2 separate regions of the Mus musculus genome follow, and region 1 is linked to region 2. A link is a contact called in public Hi-C data. All regions are on one chromosome and are shown on one strand. Each heading gives the region's core, a stretch centred on a gene start, on an enhancer-like site or on the middle of the called end of the contact. The rest is flanking DNA. Distances are from core to core; before and after follow the strand shown.

What was found. Hi-C and Micro-C count contacts between places; a contact is called where the count stands out from the background.
Region 1: a Hi-C map of nephron progenitors shows a contact between it and region 2, with 3 times the contacts expected there. The contact joins two enhancer-like sites. A contact is called at or near these places in 1 of 15 datasets of contacts at CTCF or cohesin (the NIH/3T3 cell line), 29 of 484 Hi-C or Micro-C datasets (cerebral cortex, differentiating embryonic stem cells, embryonic limb bud and 8 more), 2 of 115 datasets of contacts at active chromatin or transcription factors (embryonic stem cells and pancreatic cancer cells) and 2 of 9 other capture datasets (embryonic tail and embryonic trunk).

Annotation. Positions count from the first base shown.
Region 1 is chr13:60,256,812-60,259,511 of GRCm38.p6, reverse strand. No RefSeq gene overlaps it. Among named protein-coding and RNA genes, the nearest start is that of Gm5084, 53 kb to the right of the region's middle. Within about 2 kb of position 1,426, at least 22 of the 459 cell types and tissues checked have an H3K27ac peak or open chromatin away from gene starts, as enhancers often do. A contact at or near this core is called in nephron progenitors, where this site is marked.
Region 2 is chr13:59,891,084-59,893,783 of GRCm38.p6, reverse strand. No RefSeq gene overlaps it. Among named protein-coding and RNA genes, the nearest start is that of Gm19866, 23 kb to the left of the region's middle. Within about 2 kb of position 1,278, at least 28 of the 459 cell types and tissues checked have an H3K27ac peak or open chromatin away from gene starts, as enhancers often do. A contact at or near this core is called in nephron progenitors, where this site is marked.

The sequences.
Region 1 (2,700 bases), core at 177-2,676, 370 kb before region 2:
GTTCTCTCCTCCCTACTACCCCTTTCTCCCAAATTCATGGCGTCTGCTTCTTTAACACTCATTGCTACACATACATACAAATGAATCAACATACAAATGCAATCTACTGAGTCACGTCAGCTCAGTGCTGCCTGCATGTATATACTTTTAGGGCTGAGCATGACTCAGATAACCAATCAGAGGGCTCAGATAACCAAAGTGCTCATATAACCAATTAGCGGGTTTGGATAACCAATGGGCTCGATAACCAATCAGAGGGTGGGAACCCATCAAGATTTCTTCCGTCTGCATTGGGATGTCAATTGGTGCTGGAATTGTTCCGGCCCTGTTACAGTAGGCTTGTTGTTGAGATTTCATGAGCGTAGCTTCCTTGTCATAGCTGGAAGGCACAATCTGACAGCAGACTTCCTGGCTCTCTTGTGCTTACCATCTTTCAGCCCCTTCTTCCATGATGTTCCCTGAGCCTTGGGTGCAGGCACTGCTTTGCAGGTATACTGTCTTCTTCCATCCTTCCCCATTAAAGATGCCTCCCCATATTTTTCCCATTACCCCTTCAATCATATCACCTATATCCTTAACATACAATAATCTTGAACTCATGAACGCCAGGCAGAGTTCACGGGTGTCCAACAGTATGCTGGCACACACAGTGGGAGATGAATAAGGTACCTGTTTAGAACCAAGGCTGCAGTGAAGCTGTGGAATTCATCGCAGGTGAGCCCTGCCAAAATACCTTGGAGTCATTTCCATTTGATTTGACTTTGGTTGTTGCATATACAGACACCTTTTAAAATTTTATTTCTTGCTTATTTCTTTTGTTTTATTTATCCAAATGTTTGCTGACCCCACTTGCAGTTCCACAACCCTACGTAGGACTTGATAGTAAATGCTGGGGAGAAGGTCTAAAGGGCCGTATGCTCGGAGCTGGAGTGGAGGTTGACCGTTCGAGACTGCATCTCAGCTGCTCTTGGGGTAGCCAGCACCAGAACTGAACTAGAGCTCACCTGGCAGCAGGCAGTCATTGACAGCTTTCCCCCAACAGGAGGTGCTTAGGAGTTCTTTCTCCCCAGTGGAGCAAGGCCCTTCTCCTTTCTTCTCCTGAATTCTTGGAAATGGGTTCCTCTATCTGACCTCAGATACACGGGGAAAAGGAGAGAGAAACTTTGGCCAAAGCAGAGACCGAACTGAGAAGAGGGGTTACTTTAAAATACACTTAGTAACTAAACAATCGAAAAACTCTGGACCAGAGATGACTGGGCAGGTAAAGGTGCTTGCTGGGAGAAGGTGACTCCTGCAAGCTTTCCTCTGACCTCCACACATGCCTTGTGGAATGTGTCCCCTCCTTAAAGAAATAAACAAAAAGCTTTGGCTGAGTTATTGCCGCATCATTCTCGCTATATAGTCTCATCTGATTGATTGCAGAGGCTGCCTCATGAGGCTGTGCCAGAGTGCAGGGACACAGTGCAGCGATCAACTAACCATGCCTGGTAGGATCACAGACAGCCTGCTTACTTTTTTTTTTTTCCTATGAATCTCCTCCCAAAGGTGACTGTGAGTTTTGCAAAGCAAGCAAAGAAAAAGGAAGGGAATGGAGGAGAGGGGAGGGGAGGGGAGGGGAGGGGAGGGGAGGGGAGGGGAGGGGAGGGGAGGGGAGGGGAGGGGAGGGGAGGAAGGGAAGAAGGGAGAAGGAAGGAAGGTTGGAAGGGAAGAAGGGAGGAGGGAGGAGGAAAAAGGAGGGAAGGAAGGAAGCAGGCAGGCATTTTGTAGTCTGGGGGGGGGTGGTACTTATGGGGTGGGACGTGGTAAAACCTATATGGTATAGATAAATACTCTGACCCAGATGAGAGGTTAAATAAAGCAACCTGACTTGAGTGAGTAATGGAGCAAGACAGAGATCTGACTTTGAAATCTAACTAGAGTTCTGCAGTTGCAAATAACCCTGAATAAAATCTGAGGGGAAATGTTTTGAGGTTTCCAACCCTGGGATAGTCATGGATGCTGTGACTCCCAGAGGCCTTTTGCACTGAGACATCCTTCTGGGTAGAGACTGACATGACCTCAAACAAAACAAAACAAAAAAAAACAAAACAAAACAACAAAACAAAACAAAAAACACAGCAAACTTAGAAGCTTTCTGGGCTGGAATCTGCCTGGGACGCATGGTCTGAAAGGAAAGGCAGTTTCTTGTTTTCCCTGTTGACCTAACTATGAGAGTTGCTCCCAGTAAGCTCAGATTACAGCAGGCAATGAGCAACATCTCCTAGCTGGTATTAGGATGAACCAAAGATCCGAGGAGCACGAGGTATGGGCAGGACTACGGAAACCCAGGGCAGCAGTTCCGGCTGGCGTGCCGCAGGAAGGACTCAGGATAGGTGATGAAAATACCAGATGCCAGCCTCAGACGTCTCAACAGCCTGAGCTCTCTCCATAGAGCTAAACTGGAAGTCAAAGGCTGCCTGTGTATGTGCTAACCTGGGAGTGTTCTGGACAGTGTCTTTCTTCATCTTTGCATTCTATGTGTTAGGAAAGGAAAAAAAAAAAAAGAAAGAAAAAGACTGCCACTGTCCCTAAGTCTAGATTCAATAATGTTTGTGGTACCATATAATCACATGTATATAAATGTGTAGCTAAATTTTACTGGGTTGGATGTAAATAGTGTTTTGGGCATCAGGCAGCAGGGTTCTTTGGTGTAGATTAGAG
Region 2 (2,700 bases), core at 29-2,528:
TACATATATACACACACATATACATACATACATATATACACATGCACACACATATATATTCACACATATACATACATATATACATACACACATACATATATACACACATGTATATACATACATATACATATACACACACATACATACATACATATTCATCAAGTTCATAGCACTGTGTCGCTATTCAGACAAAACCATTCGCCCAGTACAGATCTGAGAGAAACACATGAATAGAAAGATCCAGAAGGTACAAAGCTGGGCTCTGTAGTTCACACCTGTAATTCCAGGACTTGAGAGGCTGACACAGGAAGATCATGATATCAGGACCAGCCTGGGTTACATAATGATTATAGGCTGGCGGTCTCCACAATGACAACGCCTAACACTGCACAAGACGCTTCTCCTTCTACGACTTCTACTCTTGAGTTTCATAGAACAAAGAGAAACCCTCAGAACACATGGCTTGTGAGTTGTTTTGTTGTAAGCCTTTGGGTAGGCAAACAGAGAGATGTCTGTGACTGTGGCAATGCTGGCCACTGGAAACTCATGACATCAGCTGCCCCCTCATGGCTCGATGATTAACTTTCGAAGGTCTCTCTGTGGTTTCCAAGAGAAAACGCAGCGAGCTCACATGACATAAGGCTCGGCGTGCCTCGTGAGCACACACCTTTCACTCCTTCCTGTTGTCCTTCTGCACTCACAACCCTGCCCTCCAGTTGTGACTGCACACTAAAACCTGGCATTACAAAGCCCTTGCTGTTTTTCAACTCAGAGTAAAAGTGAGTACACACCTCAAGCGTTCATAGGGGTCAGTCAGAAAAGACTCGAGGTTTCTAACAAAATAAAGGCACAGTTGGGTCTTGCTTTTCTATGGGGGTCATCAGCCTCATGTATCATGTGTCATCTGACCAGAGTTCAAGGGCTAATTTCTCAGGCACTGAGAGAGAACAGGAGATAGGCAAGCCACTAACCTTCAGTGTCCCCAAAGGAATGCCAGTCAAATCATCCTTAGAATTGTTGCAATGACTGGGAACAAATAAACACTCTCAACCTGGGAACACTGCTGGACCTCGGACACCTTTCTGTCTTCGACAGTGGGAAGCCCCTGAGTGAGTAACTCAACCCCTCGCCTGGTTTTGATCTGGCCTCTGGGAGCTGCACCCCCTCCCCCGGGAGCAAAACTTCTCCTCCTCCTCCTAAGGCCCTGTCTGCATAGACTCCTCTAGGGGCCTAGGAGTCATATTGTCACAGACAGCCATAAAATGTTTATAGCTGCCAGGATCCATTGATCAGCGAGTCAACCGTGCATGCAGTAAAAGTGCTTCGTGTGAGAATTCAGAAGCCAGGGCACAGCAGGCCACAGTTGCCGCTTGGCTGCTGAGGTAGTTTCATGGTGCTGCCGGGTCCCACCTGTTCACTCACCTCCCTCTAAATAGACAGTAAATATACATCCCCAATAATTAAAGAAAGGCAGATTGTTCTTAAGTTAAAATAGAGAACTGTAGGTGAGAGATCATGCTTGTTTGAGGGGCTTAAAGTATCTGGACATAATCCTCAAGCCACCCATGGAGGCTGAGACCTGGAGGGGTGGGGACAGGGAACAAGGAGCGGGCTCTGCTGAGGGAGCAAAGGGGATCACTCTGTTTTCACAGTTGTATTGTAAAAACAACCGCTAATACCCAGAAGACCCAAGAGCAGCCCTCCATGGCTTATCTGAGAAGCCACTCCCCGTCTCACACCCTGTCTAGACCGAACTGGGCATTATCAACCACCTCTATAGATGAAGCAGGAACCTATTCTGACAGACCCGGGCCTAACGAGCCTGCTGCTGTGGAAAATTCAGAAGGAAATAGATTGCTTTCCACCTCAGATAACTGAAAAGGGGACCTCTCAGGCCTGACACCCTCCATTCTGCCTGAGACACGTCATCTCTCACTCTTGACTAACAAAGTCCCTGAGTCTGACTGAAAGGAAGGAAATGAGAGACAGGCTCCTTAAGTATCTCCATCAGAAGCCAAGGTCTGCGCGGAAATCCCAGTGGGGCCTAGTAGACTCCTACTGTGGGCACTGCCACCTCGTGCCTCCTATTTAAGATGCCCAGCGCGTGGAGGACAATGCTTACTACTTCCCCTCGATAGGCTCCACCAGGCCTATACATCTATAGGTACCTATGTAGTCATCGGTACCATAAGGGCTGTTCCAGCCAACAGAACATATCGTTCTGGGAAAGGACACAGTCCCGTGGGAGCTGTCACTACTACCCAGAAACCTCTTGCTCTGCTCTGAACATACTGTTGTGGAAACCACAACCATGCTGCAACAGCTCAGGGAGACCGGGAGCAAAGGCATTTCTGTCCCATTCATTCATTGAACACTTAGGTATCTACCACACCCCATTATCACTGTTCAGTGCTCCTATCAACTCATTTAAGCACTGTACACCCAATACTAAAGAAGATCAGTAAAAGAAAGGGCAAAGCTACGCCAGTGCCAGTTGCAAGTTACATGCCACGCAAGCATTCCCAGGGAAGTAAATGGAGACTGAAGCTCAGCACAGGGGCAGACAACCCTCTTGCTTTGTCACTGCCTCAGTCTCCCCATCTGTAAAATGGGAATGGCCGTGACCTCTGTGGGTCATGCCCTGTAAGGAGCAAACCAAAGAGACTAGAAAAGTCTTCAAGGAGTGTCATATTGACATCA